Regions from separate parts of the Mus musculus genome. Here regions 2 and 3 are each linked to region 1. Evidence: chromatin contacts called from public Hi-C and targeted proximity ligation data. All regions are on one chromosome and are shown on one strand. The core of a region is the stretch at or near the end of the contact, and the rest is flanking DNA. Distances in the headings are between cores, read along the strand shown. Region 1 holds the start of Bad (BCL2-associated agonist of cell death). Region 2 holds the start of Ttc9c (tetratricopeptide repeat domain 9C). Region 3 holds the start of Map3k11 (mitogen-activated protein kinase kinase kinase 11).

Evidence for each region. A called contact is a pair of places that touch in the nucleus more often than the background predicts.
Region 2: a contact with region 1 is called in a targeted proximity ligation map of pancreatic cancer cells. A contact is called at or near these places in 1 of 484 Hi-C or Micro-C datasets (B cells) and 1 of 130 datasets of targeted methods (pancreatic cancer cells).
Region 3: a Hi-C map of B cells shows a contact between it and region 1, with 5 read pairs. A contact is called at or near these places in 2 of 484 Hi-C or Micro-C datasets (B cells and embryonic stem cells) and 1 of 130 datasets of targeted methods (pancreatic cancer cells).

The regions. Positions count from the first base shown.
Region 1 is chr19:6,941,165-6,944,183 of GRCm38.p6, reverse strand. Bad (BCL2-associated agonist of cell death) reads right to left here and starts at 1,622. Exons shown (of 4, transcript NM_001285453.1): 1 at 1,560-1,622; 2 at 1,138-1,317. The coding sequence starts at 1,309. It overlaps Gpr137 (G protein-coupled receptor 137), which reads left to right and starts at 2,991. Exons shown (of 7, transcript NM_207220.3): 1 at 2,991-3,019.
Region 2 is chr19:8,817,714-8,820,732 of GRCm38.p6, reverse strand. Ttc9c (tetratricopeptide repeat domain 9C) reads left to right here and starts at 1,439. Exons shown (of 4, transcript NM_027412.3): 1 at 1,439-1,712; 2 at 2,049-2,297. The coding sequence starts at 2,060. Hnrnpul2 (heterogeneous nuclear ribonucleoprotein U-like 2) reads right to left here and starts at 1,332. Exons shown (of 14, transcript NM_001081196.1): 1 at 1-1,332. The coding sequence starts at 451.
Region 3 is chr19:5,687,518-5,690,536 of GRCm38.p6, reverse strand. It overlaps Map3k11 (mitogen-activated protein kinase kinase kinase 11), which reads right to left and starts at 1,406. Exons shown (of 12, transcript NM_022012.3): 1 at 1,271-1,406; 2 at 1,025-1,060; 3 at 1-848. The coding sequence starts at 290. Pcnx3 (pecanex homolog 3) reads left to right here and starts at 1,629. Exons shown (of 35, transcript NM_144868.3): 1 at 1,629-2,540; 2 at 2,899-3,019. The coding sequence starts at 2,388.

The DNA.
Region 1 (3,019 bases), core at 373-2,872:
CTGGAGGATCAGGAGTTCAAGGCTAGTCTCAGCTGTATAGAAGTTTGAGACAGTCCAGGGATACATGAGGGGGTAGGGATAAGTTAAGTTCTATGGAGCCAGTGACAAACCTGGTTGAGCTCAGATTTCTCTGGCTATACAGGGTCAGCAATGGGAAGTGGGGAGTATAACCAGTATCTCCAAGGCCTCTCCTTCCATCTTGGCACTCACTCACACTTTCCAGCTTCACACGGCTCTTGTTTGTCACTTAGGGTCACCTGCCTGTCCCATCTGGGCAAGAATAGTCGGGCTGAAGGCGAGCCATAGAGTAAGAAAGAACCTACTGAGCTGGGCGGCGGTGGTGCACGCCTTTGATCCCAGCACTTGGGAGGCAGAGACATGAGGATTTCTGAGTTCAAGGCCAGCCTGGTAGTAAATGCTCTGAACCACTGAGCCATTTTTCCAGTCCCCTCCCCCATCCCTTCTTTTAACCTTCAGCTTTCTTCTTCCTTTTTTATTAGTTTTTATTATTATTATTTATTTATTGGTTTTTCTGTAGGAGTGAGTTCCAAGATAGCCAGAGCTACACAGAGAAACCCTGTCTTGAAAAACCAAAAAATAATCATTTTAAAAAAAGAAAGAAAGAAAGAAAGAAAGAAAGAACGAACGAACGAACGGACCTACTGGCCACTTCTTGGGCTGGAGAGATGGCTCAGTGGTTAAGAGCACTGACTCCTCTTCCAGAGGTACTGAGTTCAATTCCCAGCAACCACATGGTGGCTCACAACCATCTGTAATGGGATCTGATGCCCTCTTCTGAAGACAGCTACAGTGTACTCACATACAATAAATAAATGAATAAATAAATAAATAAAGAGAAAAGTCACTTCTTTGGGGCTCTGCTTACCTCCCACTGATCTTGGGGACATAATAAGGGGGTCTGTTTTCAGCATTCAGTGAGTCAGCTTAATCATTAAGGGCATACCATACATCTCTGTGAATTAGCCCAGTGATGGTTTGTAGAAGAAGCAATCTGATGAAAGGAGCTATCTGGGGCTTCCCAAGAATCTTTAGGAAGTATGGCTGCAACAGCAACGTAAGGGGCACCTGAGAGTCAGGGGGCATGGGACAGGCAGATAATGGTAGTGAGGAACCTACCTCCATGATGACTGTTGGTGGCTGCCCGTCCCTGCTGATGAATGTTGCTCCCCAGGAGACCTGGGGCCAGGTAGGGACCTGGCTGGTCCTCAGTGAGGCTAGGGCCCAGGCCCCTATCTGTAGCACTAGCGTCTTCCTGCTCACTCGGCTCAAACTCTGGGATCTGGAACATACTCTGGGCTGTAGAGACAAGGTAAGAAGTACTCACTACACAGCTAGGCAAACAGTGTTTATGAGAAGCAGAGGAGAGGTACTCCTGTCTCCCTCTCCCACCACGGTAGCTCAACTCCCCAAATCTTCCCAATCCCTCATTTGTCTGCTCAGTCTGCCTGGCTGTCGCCCGAATATTAAATCTCTCTTCAGAGCTCTGTCCAGACACTAGTGCGCTCCCCCTGCCCGTTAGGACCGGGAATAGGTCTCACCCCAAGCCCGATCTCGAGGCCCCTGACCCGGGCCTGCCTCCTCCCTCCAGTTCTAAGGGCGCCCGGCCCTAGTTTCCTGGGCGACGAGAACTGTCACAGATCTGACCCAATCAGTTTTCGAAGTAAATCCCGGGTCGGCCTGGAGGCGGGGCCACCCCAAGCCAGGTCCCACCCCTGCGCCGACCTGCTGGTCTCCACCGCCTTCCTCCCGCGTCGCTCCCCAGGCTCCGGATTCCGGGATCGGACTTCCTCAAGCCTAGGGCGTGTGCAGGAGCCAGCGAGGGCTGCTTTGGGGTTCCCATTTGGATCCTGGAGGCCTGCTTCGGCTGATAAGTCCTCCAGCCCTTCTGGGCCCGAATTCCCTCCTGTAAAATGGGGTTAATGACACCTCCCTGGGGAGCTGGTGAAAACTCTGTAAACAGCTTAGTGATTACTTATAGAGCCGTTCACTGAAGCTCGGCCGTCGGATGCAATGGTCGTTGCGATGGTTATTGCTCCCCCTGGACCGAGTGACCGGGATGGGAAGACCAGCTCCTTCTTCCCGATCGTGGAGGCCTTGCACTGCCCGTCTTGGGGACAACCCCCCGCGCCATTTCGGGAGCTCCTTTACGGCAGGATGGCCGCCCGGGTGCGGAAGAAGGGACGGGGCGCCCAGGAAGGCGAGCCGTGGGGCTCCAGGGGCCTCTGCTGCCAGGATAGGTGTGCGTACGCTGCCCCGGGCCGGAGCGCGGGGCCTGCAGACAGAAGCTAGGGGGCGGGGTCCGGGTACCATCTTGGTTGTGGGCGGAAGTTTCCTTCAGTGACCCTGTGCGGGGAAGTCGTTGCCGCCCCCCATATGGGCACGCCGAACGCGATGTGGATTTGGGAATCTAAGCGTGGGAAATGGTAGTCCCCAAACATTAAGAGCTGGCGGTCCATGGCACTGGTAGCCCAGGTGCTTGCTGCGTGCGGCCTGCTCTACTCTCGGCCGCCCGCCGCCATCCGTAACCCGGGACACCCGCCGGCAGCGCACCTTGCGGCGATTCTCGAAGAGATGCACGCCGGGCGCGGCGCATGGCTTCGGAGTCCCTGCCGGTCGCTACGCAGTTTACGTAGCGAACGGACGTCCGCGCAGGCGCAGGAGTGGGGCGGAGCAGAGGGAGCCGGGGAGCTGGAGCCCGGTGTCCCGGCGACCGGATCCCGCTTACCCCGCAGCGGCCTGAGACCTGACATCGACTTCCTCTTATTCACCGGGGCTGAGGGTGGACGCGGTGGGGGAACACGTCTGGAATCTTGAGGACAGAGGAAGAAGCCTCCCAATCCGGATTATTGGAGGGGAAAGAGGAACCAAGCTTGGGGAGGGGGAGAGCGGGGCGTTGGGCGCCCCCGCAGCGGCCGCTGTCCTAAGCTGACGGGCATCGGCCGGCTCTCCCCCTCCTGCCAGCCGGACACGAGCAACCAAGGCCAGGGACTCTGTGCCA
Region 2 (3,019 bases), core at 190-2,689, 1.9 Mb before region 1:
CCCCCTTGCCGTTGTCATGCTCTTCGCCACCATTTACCCCACCTGACCCAGCCGTGGCCTCCGCCGGTGTGTCGGAAGCTTCGGACTCGGCCTCCATGGCTGACGTCTCCGGGGGCTCCGGAGGCGGCTGCGCGGCCTGGCCCAAAGCCTGAGCAGGTGGTGGTTCCTCGTCTTCGTCCTCAAGCAGCGCCTCCTCGTCCTCCTCCTCGTCGTCGTCCTCCTCCTCCTCGTCCCCGCCCGGGCCTCCGCCCGACGCGGCCACAGGCCGAGGCTCCGCCTTGCAGGCCCCACCGGGCCCGGCCCCACCAACGCCGGCCTCGTCCTCCAGCATCTCAGCATCCAGTGCCTCCTGAAGACGCTGCGCCAGATCCATTTTGAGGCCGCGCGAATCCAGGCCCCGCCGCTGAAGCTCCGACCGCAGCTCGGTCACTTTCAGCCGCTTCACCTCCATCGCCGCCGTCGCCTCCTCCGCCTCCCGCCGCCTCCTCCCCTGCGAACTGTCGACCGAGCCCGACCGCGCAGGCGCCGCCGCCGCCCGCCTCCGCCTCCCGCGCCAGCACTGAGCCCGCGCTAGCAAGCGCACGCACACAGAGGCAGAGGCCGCGCTGTCTTCGCGGCGTGTTTATGTCGCCTTCCTCCTGCCCTGCCCCTTTCGGCTCACTGAGCGCAAAACAAGACGGCGAGGAGCAGCTTCCGACACACTCTGTACTCGACCGCGGGGGAGTGCGCGCCGAGGACGACGGAGTTCCCTCACTTCCCCTCCCTCCTCTCAGAGATCCGGGCCAATCAGCGCAAGCGGCCTAACCGCGCAGCCGCACAGGGGCCTGAGTCGGGCAAGGCTGGCTGCGGCTCAAGTGCCTCGTAGCACGGAAGCGTGAGCGCGCTCCTCTTTCCGTACTTCAGTCGTAGGCTCTGCGCAGTCGCGCCGGAGTCCCGCCCATCTCAGGTCTCTTACTTCCTGCCCGCTCCCAATTACCGGAGCACCCTAGGGCTTACTCGATGTCCTCTCTTGCTTATTCTTTGACTGTAACTTCTGAGACTAGTAACCGAAGCCAAGCTGGAAGGATGGGTGGTGCAGGGTTTTCGTAGCCAGGAGGGAAAGGCCTTTCCAGCATCAAGGGAGAGAGAGAGAGGGAGAGAGCAATGCCGGGACCTCTTTCTGTGCTTAAACATCTACCCAGCAACAGAGGCGCCAACCCCACCCCTTCCTTCTCTCGTTGGCCAGCTTGAATCGTAGTCTGTTGCTCTGATTGGTCCTCCGATATCGTGCGGCTTTTTTTCCTATTGGAGAAGTGGCCGGGAATTTTTTTTTTCCGGGTTGGTCCGCTGGGGAGGCGGGGCCGGTTCTGCGGGATTACTTTTCTAGACTCCTTTCTGATTGGGTGGCATGACGCAATGCGCGTGCCCCGTTAGAGGCTAAACTGCTGGCAGGTCTGGTCTCTTCCTCTCTGTGCTCCTGCAACTTAAACCGAATTCCTGGAGGAGTCTTCCGGCTTGGGCCTCCGCTGTGGTGCGGTTGTTGGGCACAATGCTTCCGGCCTCTTGTGCCTCACTTGTGGACTGGAGACTCAGGCCTCACTCACTTCGGTTCCTCAATTAACAGCAGAACCATCAACAAATGTTTGTTGGATAAGGACAAATAAAGAGATTGGAAAGGAGCGAAGCCTTTTTGACTTGTTTCACTTGTTCCCGCCTACTCCATCTTCTTCCAGGTCAGGGGGTGTGCCTCAGAGAAAGAAGGAAACGAATTTTGCGGGCGGTCACACACTTGGAACGTTTAGTCGGGCCTTTGGATTTCCCTAGTGTCTGTAATCACGCCGGGATCTCTTCTAATGGAACTCATTTGGTCAATGGCCTCACTATCCTCACATCATTCCTTTTTTTAGTTTGCGGTACTTCTGGAAACTGAAAACTAGCACAGGAGAATAGATGGGACTAGTAAAAACAGCAAAACCCACATCCCTGCGAGCTTCTTGCTTACGAAATCGATGCTCTAATCATTTATTTTGATCCCATTCTACTGCTTCAGTTTCTCTTTCATTTAACAGTTCCAACAGTCATGGAGAAGCGCCTTCAGGAGGCTCAGGTATACAAGGAGGAAGGAAACCAGCGCTACCGGGAAGGAAAGTACCGAGATGCTGTGAGTAGGTACCATCGAGCTCTTCTTCAGCTGCGGGGTCTGGACCCAAGTCTGCCTTCCCCTCTTTCTAGTCTGGGACCTCAGGGCCCAGCTCTCACACCGGAGCAAGAAAACATACTGCACACCATCCAGACCCACTGCTACAACAACCTAGCTGGTAAGTATGGGACGAGCGTGGGCAGAGAATCAAGACCGCAGGGCCGGGCAGTGGTGGAGCATGACTTTAATCCCACTACTCAGGAGGTAGAGGCAGTTCAAATACAGAGTGAGTTCCAGGACAGTCAGGGCTACACAGAGAAACCCTGTATCAAAAAGCAAAACAAACAAAAAAGATAGAATCATCAAGCCCTGTGAACATTGGAAGATGTTCTTTTTCACTGCCACCTGGCTATTTAGCAGTCGATTGAAACCTGTTTCCAATTTGTAGAGTATTCTAAAAGCAAGCGGGATTTCACAAACCTCACCTGAAACTACTTCCTGGGCTCTAAAGCCCAGATATCTTGATTTGGTGGACCTAGAATGGGTTTATTTCGAAGAATGATGCTAACACCTGTAATTGCAGCACTGGAGAAGTCCAAGTAGAAAAATGGCTTCAAGTTTGAGAGCCAGACTAGCCTGTGATGTGTGCTAATACCCTAATTCAAACAAGTAAGAATTAACTGTATCCCGTCGTGGTGGCGCAAGCCTTTAATCCCAGCACTTGGGAGGCAGAGGCAGGCGGATTTCTGAGTTCGAGGCCAGCCTGGTCTACAAAGTGAGTTCCAGGACAGCCAAGGCTACACAGAGAAACCCTGTCTCAAAAAAACAAACAAAATAAAAAACAAAACAAAACAAAAAAAAATAAATTGAAAAATGGAGATAGTCATAGTCCTGGGGATG
Region 3 (3,019 bases), core at 157-2,656, 1.3 Mb after region 1:
GGAAAAATGCCCACCTGGCCACCCACCTGGCCCGCCCACCAGCCCTCATCTCCTGAGATGGCTGCATCCCTGGACAGCACCTCCACACGGTCGCCCTTCCTCAGGGCTAGTTCGTCCTGCCCATTGGGCTCATAGTCGAACAGGGCTGTCCAGACAGGATTGGCATAAGCTGCTGTTGCCTTCGGAGACCCCTCCGGCCGGACTCCACCGGTACCCCCGCCGCCCCCACTGCCACTGCCGTTCCATGACCCCAGCGGGCTCTTGAGGAAGAGGTTCTTCAAGGGCTCCATGGCAGGGAGCCGGCGTTGGAATGTGTGGGGGACCTTCTTCGGGTGCCCGTGGTATCCACCCCCGCTGGCTTGTGAGGCCCTAGAGCCGGAACCTGGGCATCCGGGCCCTGGCCCTCAGCCCCAGACCCACGCCTCTCTGGGGAGCCAGGAGTGTCGCCTCCCGGCCCCCCGCATCTCGGGCTTTTGGAGGAGGGCACCAAGGGCAGTGTGGTCAGGCTGGAGGGGTGGGGCCCACTGGCCTCCGGCGCCTCACCATGGCTGAATTGGAGCAGCAGAGTCCCTCAGTTCCGAAGTAGTCCTGGGAACCTGGCTTCAGCGCCCGCCTACCGTAAGGTGGGGCCTGCCAGGGTCAGCGCCCGGACTCTGGTTGTTGTCTCCAGGCACAAGAGGTAAGAGAAAGTCCCCAGTTGAGCCGAAGCTACCTCTTCTTGGGCTAGTGCCTTGGGCCCCGACAGCTCCGACCCCGGTCCCTTCTTCCTCCTCCCTTTGTACTTTGGCCCCGGGGGCGGGAGGCAGAGGTGGAGGGTGGAGTTTCACTTTTTTCCGCTCTTCTCCCTCCTGCAGGAAACAGCATCAGATGACGTGGGCGGGTTGCACCGCTCCCCTCCCGGAGGCTCCCGGCAGCTGTGCACGGGAGTTCCCGGGGAGGTTGGCCAAGAGAGGTAGAAGGCGGGCCAGGTAGTTCCTCCCGCCTCCCCCGCCCCCAAACACACCGGCACAACTCTAAGCCTTACGTTAGGTGCTCCTCTGCTCACGGTCGAAGTGGATCTCTGCAAAGACAGAGAAGAATCCTTGTGTCTGAATTCTCATCAGCCAAATCACCCTTGTGATTGCCTCAAAACCAAAATCTGGTCTTGGCTACGAAGTTGCAGAGCTCTTTAAGATTCGTTCTTTCCATATATGAAATAACAAGATACCCTGCTTTTCAGTGCTAGAGGGGGATGTGAACAGAGAAGTTTGGGACTTCAAAATCGGCTTACACTTGAAGCTCTTGGAACCATTTAAAATTATCTTCCTTTCACCCGAGAGGCAAAAACCTGAAACTGTCGTTCAGAACTTTGCCCGGGATTAGATTCAGAGTTGAAGGGCCTTCAACAACCTCTTCGTTAGTTCATCACTTGTCCTGTGTCTGTTACTTTAAGAAAGCCTATGTCATCCTGTTCGACTACTCAGGCCTGATCAGGATCACTCTCTGCTTCGGCTAAGCTCTGACCCGGAAGTAGAGGCGTAAGCCAAGCGACAACCATGATTTACGGTCTCGCACTAAGGAGAGGCGGCCCAAGTCGGGGGTGTGACCCGGTAACGCAAACTGGAAGTAGCCGTGAGGAGTCCCATTCTCCAGCTTTTCCCCGCCTCCTGTAACGCATTGGAAAAGCTTTGCGCCAGTCATCAAGTCGTTACCCAATGGCGACTCACCCGGCCGTCCCATATTTTGGTGGCTCTAGAATTTGACTGCGCGCGCGCCTAAGATACCTCTGCATCCCGTCACTTCGCTACTTCTCCGCGCTTGCGCACTTCTGCCGCCAGGTTTTCCTTTTCCGGGTCCCAACAGGTTCTAACGGGCGCATGCGCCAGTGCAGGCTGGCAGCTCGCGGCTCCTTCTTCCGGCCTCCCCTTTGCGCCGGCACCGGTAGAAGCGGGGCGAACGCAGAGCCCCAAGCGAGTGACCTGCGACCCCGGAAGTGGACCTCAGGGTCCCAAGGATTTCTCCGGTCCGGAGCCAAGGGACCTATCACTGGCACTCCGAGAGCACCTATTCCACGCCCACCTCTGGATGCCGCCGACGGGTGCCCAGCCCTTGCCCTGCGCCTGCTTTCAGGCTCGGCGCTTTACAACAGTTCTGGGCCACCGGAGGGGGCCCAGGCCCCGCCTCTGATGCAGTCCCACCCCAGTATCCCGGCCTGATCCGCTGACTGCCTGGGCCGGCCCCGCCCCCTGCCTGTGCCCTCACCCTACCAATCCCCTCCCCCGTCTGGGGGAGGCCATGGCGTGAAATCTAAGTCGGACCCCGGGACCCTCGGGCGCCAGCGGGGCATGGGCCGGGGGCCGCCCCCATGAGGGTCCCGGGAGGAGGGCGTGCGCAGCAGCGGCTGGGCCATGGGGTCTCAGGTGTTGCAGATCCTGCGCCAGGGGGTGTGGGCCTCGCTCACTGGGGGATGGTTCTTCGATCCGCATCAGAGCACCTTCTCCAACTGCTTCCATCTCTATGTCTGGATCTTCTTGCTCATCTTTCCCTTCTTGCTGTACATGGTGAGAGGCTGCCACCACCTGTAACTATGGCGAGAGGGAGTGTAGTCTGGAGGGATGGGCATCTTGAGTCCTGGGGCGTGGAGTGAAGCGAGTCACTGTAGAGTTCACTGTAGAGTTTACTTTGGTTTTATATAGAGGAAAGACCAAGTCTTTTCTGCATGGAGTGACCTTGAGCGCCTCATTTAATCTACCCGGTTAAACAGAGGGCTACCCCTAACAGGGCTCTTTGTACTGTTGCATGAAGGGGTGATGAAGTTTTGTAAACCGATGAATCCTAGTTCTTTACAGTGGTGGCAGGTACACCCTCAAGGGAGCAAGGGTTTTGTGAGAAAGGATCCAACTTAACTGTCATCTCCAGGTCCTGCCCCCCAGCCTGATGGTGGCTGGAGTGTACTGCCTGGTGGTAGCTGTCATCTTTGCTACCATCAAGACTGTGAACTATCGCCTGCATGCCATGTTCGACCAGGGCGAGATTGTGG